Linked DNA regions of Ovis aries: region 2 is linked to region 1. A link is a contact called in public Hi-C data. All regions are on one chromosome and are shown on one strand. The core of a region is the stretch at or near the end of the contact, and the rest is flanking DNA. Distances in the headings are between cores, read along the strand shown.

The links. Hi-C and Micro-C count contacts between places; a contact is called where the count stands out from the background.
Region 2: a contact with region 1 is called in a Hi-C map of liver, with 8 times the contacts expected there. The contact joins the enhancer-like site here to the promoter of GGT7 in region 1. A contact is called at or near these places in 10 of 16 Hi-C or Micro-C datasets (blood, hypothalamus, liver and 4 more).

Annotation. Positions count from the first base shown.
Region 1 is chr13:64,172,464-64,179,626 of ARS-UI_Ramb_v3.0, reverse strand. It overlaps GGT7 (gamma-glutamyltransferase 7), which reads left to right and starts at 1,863. Exons shown (of 15, transcript XM_042230077.2): 1 at 1,863-2,077. The coding sequence starts at 1,909.
Region 2 is chr13:64,461,000-64,468,490 of ARS-UI_Ramb_v3.0, reverse strand. It overlaps PROCR (protein C receptor), which reads right to left. Exons shown (of 4, transcript XM_042230086.2): 4 at 1-5,877. The coding sequence ends at 5,831. Among named protein-coding and RNA genes, the nearest start is that of MMP24, 15 kb to the left of the region's middle. Within about 2 kb of position 1,275, at least 8 of the 54 cell types and tissues checked have an H3K27ac peak or open chromatin away from gene starts, as enhancers often do. A contact at or near this core is called in liver and tail adipose tissue, where this site is marked.

The sequences.
Region 1 (7,163 bases), core at 614-3,113:
AAGTAATGTCTCTGCTTTTTAATATGCTGTCTTGGTTGGTCATAGCTTTTCTTCCAAGGAGCAAGCGTCTTTTAATTTCATGGCTGCAATCACCATCTGCGGTGATTTTGGAGCCCAAGAAAATAGTCTATTACTCTTTCCATTGTTTACCCATTTATTTGCCATGAAGTGATGGCAAATAGTTCTAGTCCAAGGGCACACGGTCCTAGTATAAACAGTCCTCTTCCAGTCCCACACACAAAATTTTGGGCAGCCCTCTACCTCTTGCTCCTCCCAGCTCTTCTCTTAAGCTCGAGCGGTTTCCCAACACACTGCTGCCCTCTCCTGTCTACAGATGGCATGGCAGATGCTGTACCCCAAAGGGATTTCACAGGGTTAAAGTCATCTCTAAGCCTGGAGCCTGAGGCTGGGGGAGGAGGGGATATGTGGCCAAGGTCTTAACCAGCCCCCTCCCTCTGCCAGGGATTGTGGAAAGAAGAGACCATGAGAAAAAGCAGATACTCTCTTCATGTCCAGGAAAGGGTAAGGAAAATGTGATTCTCATCTGAGTACTGGAAGACAGGCAGATAGACTGTTAAATGGAAATTTGGACAAGAGGCCTGATAATAAAGGGAACCAACATTCCATCCTTGGAGACTGGGTAGTAGAGCAAGCTCTGGTGTAGTTGGAATTTGTCAGAGTGGGAAATATTTGGATCACGTTGGACAAGATGAGAATCCACGAGATTAAGGAAATGATGATAAAGACTATGGCATTTACTATGTTAAGTAGGTGTGAAGCCATATTCTAAAAACTTTCCATATGCGATTTAATCTTCACAACCAGAGACAGCTGCTATTATTCTCTCCATTTTACAGATGAAGAAACCCATACGGAACGAAATTAGGTACTTTACCCAAGATTACAGTTTGTAAGTGGTCACAGACGGAATAGAAGAACCCATAGACCCATTCCCTACCCTCTCCCACCCCAGCCCATTCCTGCCGTATCATCACCACCACCATTTCTTCTTTCTCAAAGTGTCCTTTCCAGAACCACATAAAAAACTCTTTAAATAATGGTAAACACGCAGGTTCCAGAGATCCCATTCCAGCCAACTAAATCATGATTGCTAGAATGCCATCTAGAGACCCGCTTTTAAAATCCTAACATGAGTTCAACACTTGCTAATAGGTCAGGGTTCCCAGAAGGGATTGTGATTGAAAGAGGAGTTGGCGAAATGCTGAGGAGGGTGGTCCAGGGAAGGATCCGACCACCCAGGAGAGACGTCCAAGAAGGGTCTCAAAATGAAGCAGGTTGTGGATGAAGTTAGGGGGCTGGGGCTGGGGGCAGAGGGGTTGATGAAGGCGGAATCTGAAGTCGAAAGAGGGCTCTGCGGTCGGAGGAAGTATGAGATAGGAGAATAAAGATCTTGGAGTTCAAGAAGGGGTCTGAGGTTCGAGAAGTTTGGCATTAGAGACAGCATCTGGGGTCGACGAGAGGTTTGCAGTCAGTGAACTGGACTGCGAGCCGATGAGGGAACCTGGAGTCTGAGGAGGTTTCTAGCTCAAACTAGAAGGAAGAAGGGGTTTGGTCACTGGGCTGCGTGAGGTGCCCCGAGCCACTAAGGTCGCGTTTACTGAATGCTCTTCCCCCCCTGACTCCCCACTGCGCGACCCCGATCGTCCTCCAGCTTCTGCACCCACACCCTGAGCCCTACCTACGCGCCCGGTGCAGGCTGATAACGCTAAGCGGGAGGGGGCACGTCAAACCCCGACACCTGGGTCAGAGTTTGAGGCGCCCCCTCCCGGCCGTCCAGGAGCTTAGGCCCCGCCCTCCTCCTCCCCCGGCCCCCCCACCCCCACCCCCGCCCGGCCCCCGCCGCAGCACTTCCGGCAGGCGCTGCGCTGCTGGGGGGCGCGGGCGAGGATGGCGGCGGAGAACGAGGCCAGTCAGGAGAGCGCCCTGGGCGCCTACTCGCCGGTGGACTACATGAGCATCACCAGCTTCCCGAGGCTGCCGGAGGATGAGCCGGCGCCCGCGGTCCCTCTGAGGGGCCGCAAGGACGAAGATGCCTTCCTGGGAGACCCGGATACCGGTGAGGCCCGCTTGCCCCATCCCTGCCCCCTGGGACGTCTCTGGTTCTCCTTCATCTGCGCGGAGCATCACCTCCAGCTCCATCTCCCTAATTGATACCCTTCTCCTGGACCTCGCCCTTTTCCTCCCTTGTCTCTGTTAATTTTCTGGTGGGGTTGGGGATGCATCTCTGCCTTGGAGGCTTAGGATGCGACAAGGGAAGGGATGCCGGAGACTGCAGTAGGAGGGGTTGGGGTTACCCCTTGCGAAGAACCAACTAATAAGGAAGGAATGTCGAAGGGGAGTTCCTAAGGAACAGTTGTGATCAACCAGCAGAGGATTTTCTCTAGTCACAGAGAACAGAATAGGAGAAATCAAGTCAGAGACTGCAGCAGGATGGATAGAGGGTAGATCTTGAGAAGAACTTCCCCACAGCCAGGGATTGTGGGAAGGAAAGACCATGAGAAGAAGCTGAAAATCTCTGTATGTTCTCAGCTGTCTGTGAATGATGAGTATTGGGAGACAGGGGGATGGACCATATGACCTCTCAAAGTCCTTGGGGACCAGAGCACCTTCACTGCTCTGTGGCTACCTCACTCTGCCCAGAATGTTAGTAAGGTACCCTGCCCCCTAGCAAGCAGGCTCCAGAATTTTACTGTGTTATCTTCAGCACTCTACAGGAACTGCAAGAGGTGGAAATAGGGAGGCAGGAGACAGGACCTGGGGGAGACCTGGAGCTGAAAGCTCTCTGAGCAGTTTTTCCCTAATGTTCTTTCTCCTGTCCATGTGGCTCAGCTCTGTCCTCCCCTCCATTTTTCATCCTCCACCCCCCACCATCCCTCATTCCCTCAACGTCACTTCCTGGCATTAGAGCATCCTCTGCTTCACTCTCTCTTCCTCTCAGTGCCTGCTCTTGAGCCCTGTCCCTTACCAGCCTGGCAGATTCTGCTTCTCTGGCCCAGCCCTCTCTAGCCTGGCCCTTCTGTAGCTACTCCTAGGCTGACAACCACCAATTCTTCCCCCGTCCACAACTCTCCAGTCACCTGGCTCTGACTAGCAGCCCCTGTCAACCTGACTCGATTGTAGCCTACATGGAGGGGATTTGAGGGGACCATGGGAGGCTTATGGCCATCACATGTCAAAGCTACAGATTAAAACTTCTTTTTTAAAGGGAATAGCCCCAGAATCAGAAGGAAGCAGGAGAGAAGTGGGAGGATATGTCCTGGTGGATACCAGGACTGAAACCAGGTTCTTTATACAGGAGTCAAGAATACCACTTCTGGTCCCAACACTGCCCCGACTCACTGTGTGTCTATGGGCACACATACCCTGATCTGGGCCTTAGTTTCTTCTTCCAGCTCAACTGGGAATGCCTATCTCCCAGTCTAGAGATTGGGAACCCCTGATATGTTTTATCCTTCTTTCCTATGAATGTCTTAGCATTTGTCAAAACTGGTGATTATTTATTTGGGTGACTTTTGATTACAAGCCCTATGAGGATGGGATCATGGCTGTCTTGTTCACCATCCTTTATGCACCATCCAGCACAGTGCTAATCTCTCAGCAAAAATTGTTGAAGAAATAAATGAATGGAAAGAGATCTCAAGATGAAAGAATGGCAGAGGAGGGAGTTCTCAAACCTCAGAGAGTTCCTTAAGGAGTTAATACAGGTTCTGCCCACAAGTGTACAAAAATCCCACAAAGACCGTGGTCACTGGAGTTTCTGGGAACTTGCTCTTTAGACCAAGCTGTGTGCTAAGGTTCCAAGGACCTCGCCATCCTACCTGTGTAGCCATGTCTTCCGTCACTCTTTTCCAAGCCCCAAGGCTCCTCTAAATCAGTAGGACCACCCTACTGGCTAACATGTCCTCCTGTGTTCTCAATCTCCTGGCTCCACTGGGTGGCACTGCCCTATCCTCTATGCAGGACTTTGGTTGTGCCCAGCTAGTCTCTAGCCTGCTGTTTCCCAGAACCAAGTGTCAGGCACCCCGCAGTAGGCTCTGTGGGTAACGGAGCTAGATGGTGACCACTCCACGATTGGGGAGAACTTTCTTTGCTCTTTGCTGAGTTCCAGGCCCACGTGTTCTTCTCTTTCCCAGACATCTGCCTCTAGATGTCCTGCAAGTCCTTCACCTTCTGCATGTTCTGTGCTGTTCTCATCATCTCTTCCCCATTAATCTGTTCTCCCCCCAATGTCACTCTCAATTAATGACACTGCCATTCATCCTGTCCCAAAGTAGAAGCCCTGGAGCCACCCATGGTTCTCTCCCTTCCTCTCATTTCCAGATGGTGATCAGATGCTTTCTGTCCCCCTCCTAAGTATCTTCCAAATTCCATCTCACCATCCCTGGCATCACCACTGTAGACTAAGCTGCCATCCTCTTTGATCTGTATTACCCATAGGCTTCTAGCTATTCTTCCTGCCTCGTTCCTTCTTCCCCACCCCTCCCAACTCAATCCCCATTTCTGATCATGTCACTCCCTATTTCAAAAATCTTTAACGATTCTCCCCTCAAGGGAATAAGCAAGCCAGCTATGATCCTAGTCTCCTGCTAAGCTCTCTCTCCTGAGTTCTAGCAAATAAACTATTTTAGGGTTCGTTTCTTATGTGCTGTGCTGTGCTAAGTCACTTCAGTCATGTCCAGCTCTTTTTGACCCTATGGACTGTAACTTGCCAGGCTCCTCTGTCCATGGGATTCTCCAGGCAAGAATACTAGAGTGGGTTGCCATTCCTTTCTCCAGAGGATCTTCCCAACCCAGGGGTTGCGTCTCTTACACCTTCTGCATTGGCAGGCAGGTTTTTACCACCAGCGCCACCTGGGAAGCCCCTCGTCTCTCATAAACCCAGTTAAAACTGAGAATGTTACTGGGTAGCATAACTGAAAAGTTCAGGATATAGGGCTTCAGGCATAGCTGCAATGAAGTACCTGAAAAAGAATTGGCTTTTCTCCATCTTTTGCTTTGCCTTCATTATTGTGGGCTCACCTTCAGAAAGCCTCTCATCTTGTGGGGGTACGAAGCCCCCAGCAGTAACAGGCTTACATCTTATCATCTTAGCAACCTAGCCAGAAAGAAAGTCTTTGTCTTTCCCAGTATTCTAGCAAGCAACCAAACAACAACAACAACCCGGAGTCTAAATATCATTGGTGCTGTTGCTGGTCCCATGCATCTGAACCAATCACTGTACTGAGGTCCCTGTTCTGATTGGCTAGACCTAGGTTATATACTCACTCTGGTCAGGAGGAGGGAATGAGGAATGAGAGAGGGGAACTGGTGTTCTCTAAAAGAAAATTGAATGAGGACTGGTGTCTAAGCAAATACAAATTAGATGCCTACTAAGCCAACTGCCTTTGATAGCTCCTGCTGTTGTCCCACAAATTCAGAATAGCCAAAAGTTACACTCATTTTTCTTCTTCTGAAAGACTTATTTCTTCTGGTCCCAAACTAGCCTTTTCCCAGTGTCTTGCTGTTGTCCTTACACATCAGTAAAATCAATGATATTTTCTTCCCACCACTTAACACAGTTCAGTCAGTTCAGTTCAATTCAGCCGCTCAGTCGTGTCCGACTCTTTGCAACCCCATGAATCTCAGCACGCCAGGCCTCCCTGTTCATCACCAGCTCCCGGAGTTCACCCAGACTCGCGTCCATAGAGTCAGTGATGCCATCCAGCCATCTCATCCTTGGTTGTCCCCTTCTTCTCCTGCCCCCAATCTCTCCCAGCATCAAAGTCTTTTCCAATGAGTCAACTCTTTGCATGAGGTGGCCAAAGTACTGGAGTTTCAGCTTTAGCATCATTCCTTCCAAAGAAATCCCAGGGTTGATCTCCTTCAGAATGGACTGGTTGGATCTCCTTGCAGTCCAAGGGACTCTCAAGAGTCTTCTCCAACACCACAGTTCAAAAGCATCAATTCTTTGGTGCTCAGCCTTCTTCACAGTCCAACTCTCACATCCATACATGACTACTGGAAAAACCATAGCCTTGACTAGACGGACCTTTGTTGGCAAAGTAATGTCTCTGCTTTTGAATATGCTATCTAGGTTGGTCATAACTTTTCTTCCAAGGAGTAAACGTCTTTTAATTTCATGGCTGCAATCACCATCTGCGGTGATTTTGGAGCCCAAAAAAATAAAGTCTGACACTGTTTCCACTGTTTCTCCATCTATTTCCCATGGAGTTGGTACCCAGTAAATATTTTTATTGAATAAATGGAAAATGATATTCACTTATATATTTATATGTTCACATGTAATATACATTATATTATATATTTGTATTGCATATTCATATATTATATATATTTATATTATATATTCATAATAAATGATTGGTAGAATAAGAAGACTTGAATATATCTAATTGTGATGGGGCCATAGAACCTTTATCTTCTGGCTCCTCATATCTGATTGGAAAAACAGATTTAAGGACAAGATCCTGGAAATATAAACTTGAGTTAGTATATAAGGTTCATTTTTGAGGGCAGAATTGGCTCCTGATGCTATGTGGAGCAATGGAAAAGACGTTTTCAAATTATGGAGACTCTTGATTCTGCTATCTGTTTATTTTTTACTCTAAGCAGGCAGTATCACCTTCTTCAGCCCCAGTTTACTTTTCTGTGTAATGGAGAAAGTGGACTCTCAGAAGTTATGGGAGTGGAGGGAATGTATATAAAGTTCCTAGTATAGTTAGCATCAATAAATCTAAGTTCAAAACCCTCTCCTTCATTTGAAACCTGTAGGAGACAAGGAGAGTTCTGGATCCACAGTGGGAATTTAACATGTTTGTTGAGTGAATTCCAGTTTTATTTACAGACTCTGGTGTTGGTGCTGAGGGTTGGAAGCAAACATAATCAACTGAGTTGTTGCTGTTTAGTCACCAAGTTGTATCGGACTCTCTGTGACTCCATGGACTGTAGCCTGTAAGGCTCCTCTGTCCTTGGGATTTTCCGGGCAAGAATACTGGAGTGGGTTGCCATTTCCTTCTCCAGGAGATCTTCTGGACCTAGAAGGGACTGAACCCACATCTCTTGCATCTCCTGCTTTGGTAGATGGATTCTTTACCACTGTGCCACCTAGGAAGCCTGCAAATACACACACACACATTCTTTTC
Region 2 (7,491 bases), core at 26-2,525, 290 kb before region 1:
CATTTATACCTGAAGGTCCCACAGAATTCATGTTAAAAAAACCCAACAACCAAACTCATGTTTGTCCTATTAAGAATATCATCTTCTGCTAAGCTTCCTCAACTGAGTCACAGTATTGCATCGGCCTAGTTCATGCAAGAGGCCTGGAAGGCATCCTTGATACCTCCTTAACCTCCTCCATAGCCAATAAACATCCTATTCCTATGAATTACACTTCATGCATGATTCCCCTAAGCCTCCAGACTAGGCTACATACCTCCATTCTATACCCTCATATAGCACCTTATACTTTATAATACTTATTCAAATTGTAACTATATAATTATTTGTGGAAGTCTCTCCCCTCTTATGTCATAATCTCCAAAAGCACAAGGACCATGCCTGCCTTTTTTCTGACACATGGTAGGATCTCAATAAATATTTGTTGAAAGAAAGAAAGTGAAAGTGGCCCAGTAGTGTCTGACACTTTGCGACCCCATGAACTATACAGTCCATGGAATTCTCTAGGCCAGAATACCGGAGTGGGTAGCCTTTCCCTTCTCCAAAATGAAAGTGAAATTTGCTCAGTCGTGTTGACTGTTTGCGACCCTGGGTCCATGCAATTCTCTGGGCCAGAATACTGGAGTGGGTAGCCTTTCCCTCCTCCAGGGGATCTTCCCAATCCAGGGATAGAACCAAGGTCTACGGCATTGCAGGTGGATTCTTTACCATCTGAGCCACAGGGGAAATCCAAATTTAATTTTGTTAATTTAACAAATACGAACACAAATTGTAGTAGCTATGCCTGTCTTGGGCCTAATGCTATGTGCCCAGTAGGGGGCAGCAGAGTACAGCTAATGGAACGCATCTCGTCCTTGGTTGTTGAAAAGGGTGACTCTGAGGAAATGATTGAACTTTTCTGAGACTCTATTTTCTTCCTCGGAAATTAAGGTTAATTCTTGTCCCCACAGGTCAAAAGAGATAAGTAGATATAAAAGGGCTTTAGTGCAAACAAAAGAGAGTGTTATTGGAGTCAGTTATGATAAATATTTGTTGAATAAACGGAGACAGAGGAAGAGGATCTGGTTACACTCTGGAACAGATGTGAGTGGAGACTGGACAGTCAGAAGAGATGGAATGAAAGTTCAGGGAAGAGGCTGGCCTGAGTCCAGAGCCAACCGGAGGCAAAGCTGTGAAGTTAACACAGTGCGCTCTTGGCAGGCTCCTGTCTCTGCTCTGATTACTGCCTGCGCCCCCTTCCACCTCTGCCCTCTAGTGCCCTATCACTCACTGCGCTGTTGCAGCCCATTCTTTCCCTTTCCTTTCATCAAAGTACGTCTGTCCTGTGTCCCAGCCCCTCAGACGCCTGCGCATTGCCATCCACAACGACAGCCAGTTAACCCAATAAGGGGCCCTGGCTAACACGGCATGGCAGGTAGTATCTTATTTTATTGCCCCCAATAATAGGAGTTGGACTTTTTCTTTTTAAAGAAATTAATTAACTAATTACTTTTTTAGGAATTTGACAAAGACACTTGCTTCTTGGAAGAAAAACTATGACAAACCTAGACAGTGTATCAAAAAGCAGAGACATCACTTTGCTGACAAAGGTCATATAGTCAAAGCTATGGTTTTTCCAGCAGTCATGTATGGATGTGAGAGTTGGGCCATAAAGAAGGCTGAGCACCGAAGAATTGATGCTTTCGAACTGTGGTGTTGGAGAAGACTCTTGAGAGTCCCTCGGACAGCAAGGAGATCAAACCAGTCAATTCTAAAAGAAATCAACCCTGAATACTCGTTGGAGGGATGGATGGTGAAGCTGAAGCTCCAATACTTTGGCCACCTGATGTGAAGATCCGAGTTATTGGAAAAGACCCTGATGCTGGGAAAGACTGAGGGCAGGAGGAGAAGCGGGTGACAGAGGATGAGATGGTAGGATGGACTCAATGGACATGAATTTGTGCAAACTCCAGGAGATAGTGGAGGACAGGGAAGCCTGGAGTGCTGCAGTCCATGGGGTTGCAAAGAGTTGAACACAACTGAGCGATTAAAAAGCAACTCAAAAAGAATACATTCTAGGGACTTCCCTGGCAGTCCAGTGGTTAAGATTCCATGCTTCCAATGCAAGGGGCATAGGTATGATCACCGGTCAAGGAGTTAAGATTGATCACTGGTCAATGCTTCTCAGACAAAAATTTTTTTAAAAAGAATAAATTCCAAATGATGAAGCTTTAGCTTCTGTGGAATAAGAAAAAATGGAAAGTTAACAAGGATTAAGGCAGTCCTACAGAGTATGAGGTGGTTGCATAACATCATTGACTCAATGAACATGAGTGAGCAAGCTCCAGGAGGTGGCAAAGGACAAGGAAGCCTGGCGTTCTGCAGTCCATGGGGTCACAAAGAGTCGGACACAACTGAGCGACTGAACAACAAATCTTGGTCTCAAGAAAAATAATTATACAAATACAGAATCTGCTAGATGTGCCTTGAAAGCAACATGAGAAAATCTTCTTAAAAAATTCATAAAGATATACATCCATCCATTCTTATAATAAATGTATATGTATCCATATATACAACTTAATTGTAGTTATTATCAGTACAGTTGACTTTTTGGTTTATAGCTGTGTGAGTTTTGACAAAGGTACCGTCATGAAACCAACCACTACAGTAAAAATACAAAATGGTTCATCATTCCCTAAAAATGTCCATGTATTGGGACTACCCTGGTGGTCCAGTGGTTAAGACACCAAGCTTCCACTGCAGTGGGGCCCGGGTTAGATCCCTGATTGGGGAACTAAGACCTGAATTCCACATTTGTTGTTCAGCCGCTCAGTCATGTCTAGCTCTTTTTGATCCCATGGATGGCAGCATGCCAGGCTTCCCTGTCCTTCAGTGAAGATTGTTGAGATTTCTGAAATATCTGAGGTCGTTGAGATTTCTCCCAGCAATCTTGATTCCAATTTGTGATGCATCCAATTAATAAATACATAAAATAAAAATATCTTTTTAAAAAAAGGCCCATCTATTAACCCTTTGTAGTCCAAACTGTCTTCCACCCTTAAGCCCTGATCACACTGATGGTGTCTTTAGCCCTATAGTCCAATTTATCAAGTTTTCCTTTAATGAACTTTAATTTTGCATTTAAGAATTCTGTCTAAAGTGACAAAGGTTTTTCTCCCTTGCTTTCTTCTAAAAGTCTCATAGGTTTTCATTTAGGTCCAAGATTCATCGCAATTAAATTTAAAAAATAGAAAGTGTAAGATACAGGTCAGGTTCACACGTTTATATAAGAAAGTCCAGTTACTCTAGCATCATTTGTTGAAAAGGTAATCTTTCCCATCACACTTTTGTAAAAAAACCAACTGACTGGATTTGTGTCAGTCTGTTTCTGGACTCCCTGTTCTGTTCTATCGATCTATGCATCTATCCTTTTGCTAGACTATGCTACATTTATCAATGTAGTGGTATTTCTCCACCACTGTTCTACTTTCCCCAAATTGTTTTAGCTTTCTAGTTTATTTGCTTTTCCATATAAATTTTAAAATCAGCTTATTGATATTTACAAAAACTCCTGCTGGGATTTTGATTAGGATTGTGTTGAGTCTGTATGTCAATTGGGGAACTATTGACGTCTTAACAAAATTGAGGCTTCCAACCAATGAACATGTTGTATTGCTTTGATTTCCTTCACTGATGTGTTTTTCAGCATAAAGATCCATCATATATTTTGTTGTATTTATCCTTAAGACTTTCATTATTTTGGTGCAACTGAAAATTATTATTTACTTAAATTTGTTGGGACTTTCCTGGTGGTCCAGTGGCTAAGACCCCACACTCCCAATGCAGGGGGCCTGAGTTCAATCCCTGGTCAGGGAACTAGATCCCACACACCACAACTAAGAAGATCTTACATGCCCCAATGAAGATTGAAGATCCAGAGTGCTGCAACTTAGACAAGGTGCAGCCAAATAAATATTTTAAAAAATAAATTAATTTTCCAATTGCCGGTATATAGACATATAATTAATTTTTTTCAATTTTATTTATTTAGGCTGTGCCATGTCTTATTAATAGTTGTGGCATGCAGGATCTTCAGTTTCGGCATACACACTCTTAACTGTAGCATGTGGGATCTAGTTCCCTGACCAGGGATCGAACCTAAGGCCCCTGCATCTGGAGTTCAGAGTGTTAGCCATTGGACTACCAGGGAAGTCCAACATATAATTGATTTTTATATTATGACTTTGTATCCTGTGACTTTGCCAAATTCATTAACTAGTTTTAGGAACTTTTTTTTGTAGATTTAATAGAGTTTTCCATATAGACAATTACGTTGGCTATTAATGGAGACAGTTTCATTTCTTCCTTTCCAATCCATGTGTCTTTTTTCCTCCTTGCCTTGTTGCATTAGTTAGAATTTTCTGGATAATATTGAATAGGCAAGAGTGAATATTGTTCTCAGTCTTAGGGAGAAGTCATTCAGTCTCGAAGGATGATGCCCATTTGCTGACTGTCCTTCTTTTAGGTTAGGGAAGTTTCCTTCTATTCCTAGTTTGTTGTGAGATTTTATGATAAACATGTTGAATTCTGTTAATGCTTTCCATCAGTTGAGATTAACGTGTTTTTTTCTGTTTTAGTCTGTCACTGTGGTAGTGGGTAAAGAATCTGCTTGCACTGCAGGAGACCTGAGTTCGATCCCTGGGTCAGGGAGATCCCCTGGAGAAGGAAATGACAAACCACTCCAGTATTCTTGCCTGGAGAATCCCATGGACAGAGAAGCCTGGCAGTCCATGGGGTCGCAAGAGTTGGACATGACTTAGCAACTAAGTCACCATGGTGAATTACATTAATTTATTTTTGGATGGTCTATCAGCATTGAATTACCTTGAGTAAACTCTGATTCATAGTGAATTATGATCCTTTTTACATGTTTCTGGATATGATTTGCTAGTAGTCTGTTGAGAGCTTTTGGTCTATGTTCATGTGGAATGTTGGTCTGTAGTTTCCCTGTAATGTCTTTTTTTGTTTGTTTGTTTTTTTTTTCATTTTGGTGTCATGATAATGTCGGCCTCATAAAATGAGTCGCACAGTGTCGCTCCCTTTTCTCTTTTCTGGGAGGGTTTGTGTAGAACTCTACCACTTTGTCTACTAAACACTTCCTCAAGTGTTTGGTAGAATTTGCCAGTGAAACCATCTGGATCTGGTATTTTCTTCGTCTGTGAATTCAATTTTCTTACATATTGTCCCACGGTTCCCCAAATGGTTTTCTCCTCTGTGATGTCTTTTATAAAAATTAAATAAATTAATTAACTTTTGGCCACGCTGGGTCTTCGTTGCTGCGCGGGCTTTCTCTAGTTGCGGTGCGCAGGCTTCTCGCCGCAGTGGCATCTCTTGTTGTGGAACACGGGCTCTAGGGCGTGAGGGCTTCCGTAGTCGTGGTGCCCGGGGTTAGTTTCCCCGCTGCCTGTGAGATCTTGCCGGACCAGGGACTGAACTGGTATCCCCTGCATTGGCAGGTGGATTCGTAACCACTGGGCCCCCAGGGAAGCCCCATATTGTGGCTTTAATTTGCATTTCTTAGAGTCACTTTTTTATTCCTCTATTTCTCTCATGTCGCATCCAATCTGTCAGTAAATTCTGTCACCTCTGTCTTCATAGTATGTCCAACATCCGAGTACTTTCACCATCTCTCTTCACACCCTGGTCCACGGCACCATCGTTTTTCACCCATATTATTAGCATAGCTTCGTAACAAGAGTGTATGTGTCCGTGGGGCTCCCTGAGTGTGTCTCTGCTCCCTGAGCTCTCTCTTCGCCATGGTAGCCACAGTGACGCTCTTCAAACAAAGTCAGATCACATCACTCCTCTTCTCAAAAGCCTCCAATGGCTTCCCATCTCACTCAGCATTAAAAAAAAAAAAAAAGTAGTTATAATTGGCCTCCGAGGCCCTTCATGATCCTGCTGCTTCTTTTCTCCTTGGCAATATCCCCGCTCCCCAGATAAACACACTTCCTAACACACACAAATAAATGAAACTTAGCCCTCAGGACTTTGGCAGTTGCTCTGTCTAGTCAGATTAGATTGTTGCTCCCACAGCCATGTGATGGTTCATTCTCTCTCTTCCTTCAGATCTCAGCTCAACAGTCAGATTTTAGAGGTCTGTCCTGACTGTGCTATACAAAACAGCAACTCATCACCCCTGGCACTCCTTATCCCTTTGCTACTGTCCCTCACCTCCTTTACTGTTTCTTTTATAAATTAATTTTTATTGGAGTATAGTTGCTTTACAATGGTGTGTTAGTTTCTGCTATACAGCAAAGTGAGTTAGCCATACGTGTATACAAATCCCTTCCCTTTTGGACTTCCTTCTCATTTAGGTCACCACAGTGCATTAAATAGAGTTCCCTGTGCTACACAACACGTTCTCCTTAGTTATCTATTTAGTATACGGTATCAGTAGTGTATATATGTCAGTCCCAAACTTCCAGTTCCTCCTACCAGCTCCCCTTCCGCACTTGGTATCCATACATTTGTTCTCCACATCTATGTTCTTTTACTTTCCTACCTAGCAGTCGACAGTAAGTTCTACAGGACAGGGGCTTGATTTTGTTCTCTATTACAGTCCCAGCTCCTCCACACTATGTCTTTTTGGAATAAATTGACAAGTTGCGGTAAATTCAGAAAAATAATACCAATATACTAAAAAGCCACGTCACGTAAGAAACCCTTGAGGGAACCAGAGATGTTTAACTTAGAGAAGACTTGGGGGAATAGGATCACTGTCCTTGAAGCTATGCAGGGCTGTCACATGTGATTTTGGAGATCAGAATTTAGACCTGACCCGTTTGAAGGCTTTTAGTGACAGGGAGCTCCCTACTGGGTGAGGCTGCCAGTTCTTTCATTGGAGTGCTCTGCTAGAAAGTTACACTGAAGTAACATTTATTCCTCTTATTCAACTCTTGGCGACCCTATGGACTATAGCCTGCCAGGCTCCTCTGTCCATGGAATTCTCCAGGCAACAATACTGGAGTGAATTGTCATTTCCTTTTCCAGGTTATTGTCCCTACCCAGGGATTGAACTTCGGTCTCCTGCATTGTAGGCAGATTCTTTACCTTCTGAGCCCCCAGGGAAGTTCTAAAATCTGTTCTCTAGAGCTCCACAGATCAAATATCCTTCCCTCTTCACCTGTTACTGGATGGAATGAGATACCATGGGAGGGAATTCCTGGAAGTCCAGTGGTGAGGACTCCAAGGTCTCACTGCTAAGAGCCCTGGTTCAGTTCCTGATTGGGGAACTAAGAATCCACATGCTTCAAGGTGCAGCAAAAAAAGAAGAAGAAAGAAAAGAGAGAGAGACCAACGGATATGCCTGAGGAAATTTTAAAAACTAAAGAAAAAAAGTGACAAGATTTCTGTTTCGTAGAAAGGAATCCATGCTAAGTCGTTTCAGTTGTGCCTGACTCTTTGCAAACCCATGGACTGTAACCCACCAGGCTCCTCTGTCCATGG